Linked DNA regions of Mus musculus: region 1 is linked to region 2. The links are chromatin contacts, called in public Hi-C maps. All regions are on one chromosome and are shown on one strand. Each heading gives the region's core, a stretch centred on a gene start, on an enhancer-like site or on the middle of the called end of the contact. The rest is flanking DNA. Distances are from core to core; before and after follow the strand shown. Region 1 has its middle 84 kb from the start of Gm30624. Region 2 has its middle 48 kb from the start of Krr1.

Evidence for each region. Hi-C and Micro-C count contacts between places; a contact is called where the count stands out from the background.
Region 1: a Hi-C map of uterus shows a contact between it and region 2, with 4 times the contacts expected there. The contact joins two enhancer-like sites. A contact is called at or near these places in 1 of 15 datasets of contacts at CTCF or cohesin (the NIH/3T3 cell line), 16 of 484 Hi-C or Micro-C datasets (the G1E-ER4 cell line, adipose-derived mesenchymal stem cells, bone marrow-derived macrophages and 8 more) and 3 of 115 datasets of contacts at active chromatin or transcription factors (fibro-adipogenic progenitors, forebrain and pancreatic cancer cells).

Annotation. Positions count from the first base shown.
Region 1 is chr10:111,766,294-111,771,265 of GRCm38.p6, reverse strand. It overlaps the pseudogene Gm46193. Among named protein-coding and RNA genes, the nearest start is that of Gm30624, 84 kb to the right of the region's middle. Within about 2 kb of position 1,480, at least 35 of the 459 cell types and tissues checked have an H3K27ac peak or open chromatin away from gene starts, as enhancers often do. A contact at or near this core is called in the NIH/3T3 cell line and uterus, where this site is marked.
Region 2 is chr10:111,921,804-111,926,699 of GRCm38.p6, reverse strand. No RefSeq gene overlaps it. Among named protein-coding and RNA genes, the nearest start is that of Krr1, 48 kb to the left of the region's middle. Within about 2 kb of position 2,054, at least 60 of the 459 cell types and tissues checked have an H3K27ac peak or open chromatin away from gene starts, as enhancers often do. A contact at or near this core is called in the NIH/3T3 cell line and uterus, where this site is marked.

The DNA of each region.
Region 1 (4,972 bases), core at 231-2,730, 150 kb after region 2:
GGAGGAACTGTATTATTCCTGTCACCTTCATGTCACCCTCTCTGCTTCCTGGCCTCCGGCCATGACACAGAACAAGCCTGCCTCCAGCCATGACACAGATAAGATTTCAATGCAAGCACAGGGTCATCCGTTCCCTGTTATAGTCGACTGAAGTATTTGAAACGATGACATAAAAATAAACCCTTCCTTCCTTACATTTCTTTTGTCAAATATTACCACAGTGGTGAGAAAAAGTCACCACCCTACTGAGCCCCTATTCCCACGTCTTCCTGCATCTAACCTCTCCAAGCCTGACTTAGACAGGCCAACTCGGCTCTACCACAGTTCTCCACTTCTGCCCAGTCCCTCTCAAAATCAGACCCTTCCATGGATAGACCTAACTGTGTGATGCTTGTAAGCCATGCCGCTCAAGGTGTGATGTGTGGGTCTCCAGCGGCTGTATCATCTGGTAACTTGCTAGACATGCACAACAGAATCTCCCTTTATTGCCACACCCAAGATCACTTACATATGCTCATGACATACTGTCTGACAGTACCAGTCCAATGTATGGATTCTCACGTAACAGTTTATGGCAAAGGCTAACAAAGCTATAGCCAACTAGGGTAATAAGGTTTGTTAGCCATTTTAAAATAGTCTCTGAGATAAGAATAATGACACTAGTGGGGGAATCAAAAGGAGGGTCGTTATTTCCCAACACATGAAATGGTATGAAGTCCAAATATTAGTGTCTACAAGTATAGCTTTGTTGGAACATATGTCCATTCATTAATATTTGCCTATGCCTACTTTTACACACAATGGCAGAGTTGAGCATTTATAGCAAAGACTGTATGACTGGTAAGTACAATAATATTTTATATCTGGTCCTTTTCAGAGGTTTGGTGACTCTTGTTTTTAGAAGAAAACAATCATGATCAAGTGGGAAAAAGAATGAGCTAGAAAGAGAGTTTGGTAGCGTGGTAGTTTGGCGTGCTGCCAAGCCTGATGACCTCAGTTCAACCTCAGGAAACCACCTAAGAGGGGTGCCAACTCCCTCCTCTGTCCTCTGACCTCCATTCATGCACACACATACATGCACTAGGTAAATGAATGTCAAACAATTAAATAATAGAACTGCCAGTTATGAGGTAGGAAGGGGAAGAAAGTAAATAGCTGAGCAAGTGAAGTTTCCTCCTGAGTGCTAAACCCTCTGGTGACCCAGCTGCTGCAGAGTGGGAGCTTGTATCTGTTACCCTCATCACTTCCCGCTGATGATTGCTCCCCGTGGAAACGCAGAGGTGGGCTTTAAACATGACAAGAGAGTGTGTATGTTGGGGGGGGGGGGGTTGTCCCAGAGGTTCAGAGTTGAGGAGGGATACATGGAGGATTTGAGGTTCACTAGCTTCACGACACAGTCTTCACTTAGGTTCATACTCCTCAAACAAAATCAGTGGCCGGGGAGGGGGCTATCTCTAGCCCTGGAGAGCTAAATGACTCACTACTTCTATTGAAAGGAATGCCTAAAAATGAAAGCATTCCAGTTTGAACATCACAGCCGCTCTGCCTGCAGCCCTTCTTTTTTCCACATTCCATAATTTCATGTCTCCAGGAGACCAGTTCGGACTTTATTCATGATCTAAACGTTCACACAGCGGTACACTTCGGAGAATGGTAGTTATTATGATTTACTAAGAAATGTTCTGTAGGTTGCTTTTTTCTTCCATTCCCATTCTCTCAAACTTTATGGCCTTGCCTTTTCCTTCTGTATTGCCAGCATGAGGACAATAGTCAATAATTTTAAGAAACCATTTTCGTAGTTTCAAAAAGCTTCTACCTAAAGAACAGCTCGGGTGTCGGGGAGCAGTGCAGTTGATAAGAATGCTTGCGTGAAGCTGGGCGGTGGTGGCACACGCCTTTAATCCCAGCACTTGGGAAGCAGAGGCAGGCGGATTTCTGAGTTCGAGGCCAGCCTGGTGTACAGAGTGAGTTCCAGGACAGCCAGGGCTATACAGAGAAACCCTGTCTCAAAAAACAACAACAACAACAACAACAACAACAACAACAAAACAAAAACACCCCCCCCCAAAAAAACAAACAAACAAAAATGCTTGCATGGAGCTCTTAGATTCAATCCCCAGTCCCACATAAACTTAGTTGAAGGCAGATTCTGTCGTCCCATACTCTGTTGGTAGAGGCAGGAGGATTAGAAGATCAGTTATCCTTGACTAAGCAATGACTTGGAGGCCAGCCTGTGCTACGTAAGGCCCACAGTTTAAAAATAAATAAATGGGGCCAGCAAAAGTTTCATCAGGTAAAGGTGTCATGGCCACCAGAGTTCTACCCCTATAAAGGTGTTAGGAGAGAACCAACTCTACAAACTTGTCCTCTGACCTCCACGTAGACCGCACTACACATTACCACACATATACACTGCATACACACACACATTGACAATAGTAATATGTTTTAAATGATGATGAAAAACTTCTCAAATGTGTTCAACTCAAAACATAAGGGATTATTCTAAAAGTGCACACAACATCCAACTCCTTCAAATGACAAAAGGATTTGAAATTATGAGCCTTGAGGAGGCCATAGTTACTTGAGAATGTTTCCTGAAATTTATCAGGAAATGAAGGAAGGCAAAGGAGGAAGAATTGAGATCTTTATCAACCTGTAGCCCACGTGTCTTTTTGTTGTTGTCGTTGTCGTCATCATCGTTGTTGTTGTTGAGAAAGTTTTTGTGGCTTTAATGTATCATGAGGCATTGAAACATCTGAACAAATCAGTATCTAGGCGGTTGGTGAGGCAGCTGTTTTCCCTTCACTCCTTCGGGTTACTAAAGCAACTTGTCAGTAGATTAAAAAATAAATAAATAAACCAAAACCAAAACCCGACCATCTTTTGCATTACTTAAGTCCTTCCAAGGCATGCGCTGGTACAGCACAAACGTTTCCTGTCAGATGGCGACTCGTCTAGCATCCAAACATCATGCACAGCACCGTGGTGACAGAAGCCCACTGCACCCGTTCCCGCCTGGCCCTGCTTGTTGGTGTGTGATATTTGGAGCATCTGGAGGAGTGAGCTAGGATTGGGAAGAGGGAGGGGGAAACAGCGTGACTGTCTGGCCAGGAGGAGGTCAACCGAAGTTGTGCAGGACAAGCCTGAACATGTCATTGGTGCAAACACAAGCATCGTTGATGTTCTTTAATAGAAACATCTGGTGGAAATCCATGATGGGATCTTCATCAGCCTTGAGTTGGCCGACAACCATGCTGATGATGCAGCTATCTGCTGTAGGCTGATGGTCCTGTGCTGAGATACTATGCTGAATTTTCTGGAATGGAAGGCTAGATTACTTCTCCAACAATGGCAGCTTTCCCCTGGAATTGCATGATGCATCAATCAGTGTAAGTTGTGCCTAGTTGGGTTCTGCCATTATCAAATAACTGATAGTAACGCTGAATGAAGCTGGATCCAGTCTGCTCCCAAACTGGCTTCTCTCCTGTCCTGGAGAGTCACCCACCCCTCTGAGACCCGTGGGGCTGGCACGATGGCTGCAGCGGCAGCGGTGGCAACTCAGCGCAGTCTCCCACAAGTCTTTTCAAGAGATGTCATCTGACTTAACACAACTTTGCTTAGAGACATCAAGTGTGTACTCTGTGGGTGGCACAAGGTCAGGTAAATTCTAGACATCTTGAAGACATAAGAAGCCCATTTTTTTCCATCTGGAAAAGCAGCTTCATTTTCTATTTTCAGCTGGAAATTTTGGCAATCGATTCAGTTAGACTGTGTTTACTGAAACATTTAGGTAGGAGGGGAGATCTCAGTCAAGAATTTTTCATCTTCCACAGCCTGTACACACACACACACACACACACACACACACACACACACACACACACACACACAAGATATTACTGGAAATGCTTTCAGATTTGTTTATTCCCAAATAATGTGCTCTATATTCATTCTTAGAGAAAAAGGAAGAATTCCACAGAAAGAAATGCTTCCATGACTGGCTGAGTCATTCTGGAGAGATGTTTCCAGTAAGCCACATTATGCTGGATGCTGTTCAAGAGAGAAAAACCCAAGCCCACTGAGCTTCAGTGGGCTGTGTGGGTGGGTTTACTCGAGTACAAACATCAAATACAGCCATTGGAACCCGTATCCTGGGAAACAAGAGAACGGCTCCCCATCCCAACTGGGATTTTACAAGTTCTATTTTAGCCAAATAATAAAAAGTGAATAAAAAAAATGGGTGTAAATTAAAAATGCCCCAGTGACATTCATTGTATTATTTTCCCCCCTCAGACTCCTGAAATTGAAATTGGATGTTATAAAATTCAAGCTTCTTTTTTGCAAAACTTTGATGTCTCTGGTAGACTTTCACATTTCTATTTAAAAACTGCTGATGAACACCCCACCTACAGCATGCCCCCCTTCCTTTGTCAGATAAATAGTCACCCTGGAAAGGCTGTGATTATGAGATTAAAAAATCATTTGCATTTTATAACTTTTCTGTCAATTTTTCCTTACAAGAGTAAAACTATAAACAATTTGAATACTAAATTTCACTCTAACGTCAAGACCATACACAATCAATCAGCTGAAAATTGGACACTAAAATTTCCAATGTTCCAAAGCACATTGATAAGGAACCCCAATTTCATTCATATCGCTGTAATTCAGGGTACTGTTGATGATGCTGTTGCAGCCAATTTGCTGTTGACCAAATAGTACACCACTTGGTGAGTCCTTTTCTTTCTCTCTTTCTCTCTTTCTCTCTTTCTCTCTTTCTTTCTTTCTTTCTTTCTTTCTTTCTTTCTTTCTTTCTTTCTTTCTTCCTTCCTTCCTTCCTTCCTTCCTTCTCTCTCTCTCTCTCTCTCTCTCTCTCTCTCTCTCTCTCTTCCTTTTCTTTACTGAAATTTATTTATTCACTTTACACCCTGATCACTGCTGCCCCTCCTGGTCACCCCCTCCCACAATC
Region 2 (4,896 bases), core at 805-3,304:
AGCAAGCCATTTTAGAATAGCCAGTTTGTCCTGGCAACAGTGTAGCCTTTAAAACAAGAATTTTGAAAACTGCAAGCAATAGACCCTTCTTGGTTTACATTCCTTGGAATTACTTCTAGTTTTTATGTCCTATATAGTTTTTACTCTTTTGAATGTTCACATATATTTTAATTATATGCTTCTCCTCCCTGGAGTTCTCTACATCTTGCCCAACCTCATGGTCTCTCTCTCTCTCTCTCTCTCTCTCTCTCTCTCTCTCTCTCCAGCAACATTACAACAAAAAAGTAAAAAACCAAGAAAGCTAAACTATAACAAAAAACTAAAAGTACAAAACCCATCAAACTGTAACAAGAACAACGCCCCATGAATACACACACAAACACGCACACACAGGGTCTGTTTTGTGCTGCCAACTACTCGTGAGCACAGAGCCTGCCCTGGAATATGGTTGATATCCTGACTGTTACTCCATTAAAGACATCTAAGTTTGCCTTTTCCAGCAGGTATCAGTTAGGAAGAGCTAACTGTTGGTTAGGGACAGGACTTTGTGCCCACTTGCCCGTCTCAGTGCCGGGATTTTGTCTGGTTTGAACCATGGGTCTTTGCACGATGCCACCATTTCTGTGAGTTCATATGGGCATTAGTGCTTGTTGCATCTGAAAGACACTGCTTCCATGGAATCTTCCACCCCCTCTGGCTCTTACGATCTCTCTGTCTCATCTGTGGCATACATCTTTGAGCCTTGAGCGCTCTCATCCCTTCTTACTGTCTTTTGCTTTAACACTAGCTCCCAAGACTTGTGAGAAGCTACAATCTATTTCTTCTCATCTATTCCGTGTTTCAGCTCAGTGAGACTGTTAGGTAAAGGCCCCCATGCTGTCAGGAACTCACATTCTAAGTGTTATCTTAACACACATGACGAACAGGGTCAGCATCCTTGCAGAAAGGGCATGAACAAGCGATGGGAAGGCATTTAAAGATACCCAGTCGAAAAACGTGAAATTTTCCCCGCTAGGGGGCAGTGCTCGAAAGAATAACAGTCTTTACACTTGCAGTTAGGCGGGACAGAGAACAATGACCTCCTTGTTATTTCCTACCCCACATGCCGAGCACATAAAGATTTTATTTCTTTGGAGAAAAGAGGGGCAAAAGACATTTTCTCTGACTTGAGGCAGAATTCACTGACGGTGCTTTCTTCGCTTGCTAAGCTCAGAGCAAGAGATGCTGGTAGCACTTAATATTCAGAATCACTAAAGCATACATTAAAGAAAGTGTGCCTATAAAAACGAAATCTTTCTGTAGTAAACTTTTAAGGAGAAGGTATTTGTCAAATTAATGACGACGGATCAGGAAAAAACTGGTTGCTCTGGTTTGAAAAATCACTAAAATTTGCTACGGTGAATAACTTACTTAATAAATAACCTTTTTTCCTCCCTTTGTGTGCGTAACAGTCACACATGCTGTATCGTTCAGAAACAAAGGCATTATCTATGCAATAAAATGAAGGAGTTAAATGTTGCTCTTTGAAGAAGGAAAGGAATATTGGATGAAGTGGTTCAAGGTGTTACTGAAGATAGAGTGTAAAGACTATGAGCGCATTGTATACCTGCTTCAGTCTCCAACGGGAACAGCATGAATTCCACCAAAGTGGAGACATTGTTTCTTTAAACCCTAATTACAGCCCACAGACCAGGGAGCAGGAGGGATTAGTTGAGCATTCCTGCCTTTCATGGGAAACCAGAGAGGGTAGGCGAGAAAAAGATCACAGAAAGAGTTTTCCCAAGAATGCCAGATTCAAACCTCCTCACTTTTTGGAAAGCCAACCAACGGACTTCAATAACCATCATGGAGGTGTCCAGGACAGGAACGCACTGGAGAAGCTAGCACAGCACTGGGTGCTATAGAGTGCTGTAAACCTTGATCTTTAGCTCATCTTAATAATAAGCAGCATGGGGATACATCGAATGGGGAAGCCAGTCCAAAGGAAGGATGTGTCTTCTACCCCAACTCAGTAAAACAGGTCCCCTTGCTAAAAAAAAAAAAAAGCATGCTAATTGGGAAGTCCCGGCCTTACTATCAACTCCCCTAGTCAGAGGGTAACATCAGAGGGGAGAAGTTGTTGTGATTCCTACCCACTCACTTCTGCCTTTGTCCTGGAAGGACAGAGTAGGAAGCAAGCCTACTGCAAACAAACAAACAAACAAACAAGCAAACAAGCATATAAATGTTTCATAGAAGATCAAACTTTGTCTTCCCAGCCATCCGTAGCTGTGTGACCCTGCATGGCCCTGCCCAGGACTGTCATGTGGCACACACAGTTCTTTTTGCAGAAGGAGATAACAGATACGCTCACATCACAGGATCAATGGGCAGGAAATAAGGGCAGAGGCAACTCAGCCGCTCTTCACAGAGCTTCTTCTGTTATGAGTCCCTCATGATCTCACAGGCTTGACTGACTTCAAAGGAGTAGGCTGTCATGGGGACTATGTAAAAACTTAGTCAAAGATACTAGAGATCCAACTATTCATGTTCTCAAGGGTCTTAAACTTTTCAAACCTTCAGTTTTTGTTCAGCACTTAAAAAAAAAAAAAGAGGAACTTTTCCCCATTTCAGGAGTGTACAAGCTGCAGTTGTAAAATATATGACTGCATGAGACCATAGTGACCTTTCTAGAACCCCTCCCAATCTTCTACACCCCCATCCCCACCCTGAGCAGCTAAGAAAATAGCACTCCCTGCCCCTGCTGAGAACTACAAATACAAGATTAAGATCAGGCATAAAGATGAAGTGACTTTAAAAACCAGTGTGTTATCCAGTGAGAGCGGCTTATTAAAGAATTCTAAACTGTATAGCTGTTCATAAATATACTCCCAAGAAATATTGAAGCTCTGACACCAAAAGTAATAAAACTACGTACACAAATACTATTCATTATGTGTAGTCACAGAGCAACCAGCTTATTTCTGGTCTTATCAGCGTCAACGTGGCAATAAAGTGTCTCCTTGTACTTCTGACTTCCTTATTAAAATGCACTAAATTTGTTTTTTTTATACATAGGGAGATAAGGTTATTAATTACACAAGCTCCTTATCAGCAAAATGTAAAATAGCAGGAGACACTAAGAAGGAAAAGAAACATTGAGAGGAAAGAAATTTAGGGTACAAGAAACCTTACAGGGTGAATGTGGAAGCCATATATATGAGACTTAATTTTTTCAATTAAAACATTTCATTGGCAAGTATTTGTAATTGGAAGAAAAACAATAAAAAGGCAATTAATGAAAAAGAATATACACATGTACGTGTGTGATTTACTGATTAACGTTAAAAGCATAAATTGTTGTCTCCCAGTGCTAAGACCTTTACAAATCTTAAGAGATACGCTCGCTCAGCAGGACTGTGCAGCAGAGTCCGTAGAGGCAGAGGAGAGGTGAGCTCAGAGGCCACTGCATATTCCTGGCTGTGTTTCCTGTAGAAAGCAGCTAATAACTGATGTTTGGGTTGACATAATTTGTGGGAACTTTACACTTACGAGGAGCAAGCACTCAGCAAATGTAAGGTGGGGGTTATCTTCCCCCCAGAAGGAGAAAATAAAGTGGAGCGGTCAGGTCTGTCCTTCAGTGCTTTAGTGCGCAGGACACTGGTGCTATGTCAGCAGCCGGCTCTCTGCTGATCACCAAGATGTCTGGGGAAGAGACTCTCAACACAGGGCATGAGCTAACAACCTCAGTCTTAGAAAAGACCACCTCCACGCACTTTAGTTTCTGTGGATTTACCGGCTACAGTCTCAAAATAGGTTAGTGGAAAATCATTTGTGTTGGCACTAGCAAATATTTTTAGACTAATTCGTCTCAACTACACATACCCATATGCAGTGTGCAAACTGAATCACAACCTATAACTTAGAGGACTAGATAATGAGGATTGGAGAAGCCATTAATGTAAATAAATGTTGATCAAGCTCAGGGGGCTCAAATCCACAAATCCAACTGGCTGAAAGCATCAGATTTTATACCACACTATGGTCTATGCATACTTTCTCTGGACCGATCTTTCTCTTTATAAAGTGCAATTTTATAAGCCTTCAGAACACTTTTAAAGCCTTTTCTGGAAATGTAGCACAAAATAAAGATGTTTTATGTGTCTGGAAGAAGGCCACGTCTAAGCCACTTCATCCCCATTTGGGGACTAGAGAAAGAAAGGTGTGTATGGTACAGGGGCTGTATTGGCTGCAGGCTATTATCGTGTGTTGCCTGCATTTGGCAATCTGAAGTGAAAAAAAAAACGATTGCAGACCATTGCAACAATAGCAAAGCACATTGCCCCAACCTTTAGCAATACCAATGAGAAAAAAGATTGTCATGATTAATTTACAATAAAATATATAATCCCCTCTTTTAAGCTCTGCCGGCCTGAAACTGTAGCAAGCTTAGAAACGTTCTAAATAATTAATCTCCTGTTAACTATACCCTCTCACTTCATAGCCCATTCATAATGAGGGCCACCTGCTAAGCCAGCAAGATATGGGATAACTAAGAAAGAATTCGTCGTTAGCCTCAATGAAGAAATTACTTCAATTCAGAGTCTAGACCAGTGGTTCTCAACCTGTGGGTCGCGACCCTATAGGGATTGATTATTGCACATCCTGTATATCAGATATTACATTACAACACATAATAGTAGCGAAATCACAGTTTTAAAGTATCAATGAAAATAATTTTATGGTTGGATGTTACCTTATAGCATGAGGAACTGTATTAAAGGGTCCAAGCATTAGGAAGGCGGAGCATCACGGGTCTAGACTTCATTTGCATCTGCACTGTATAAAGAAAGCGGCTCTGGCTATTGTTCAGTCATACAGTTGGCCAAGTGGTACTGGATTACACATCCGAGTCGG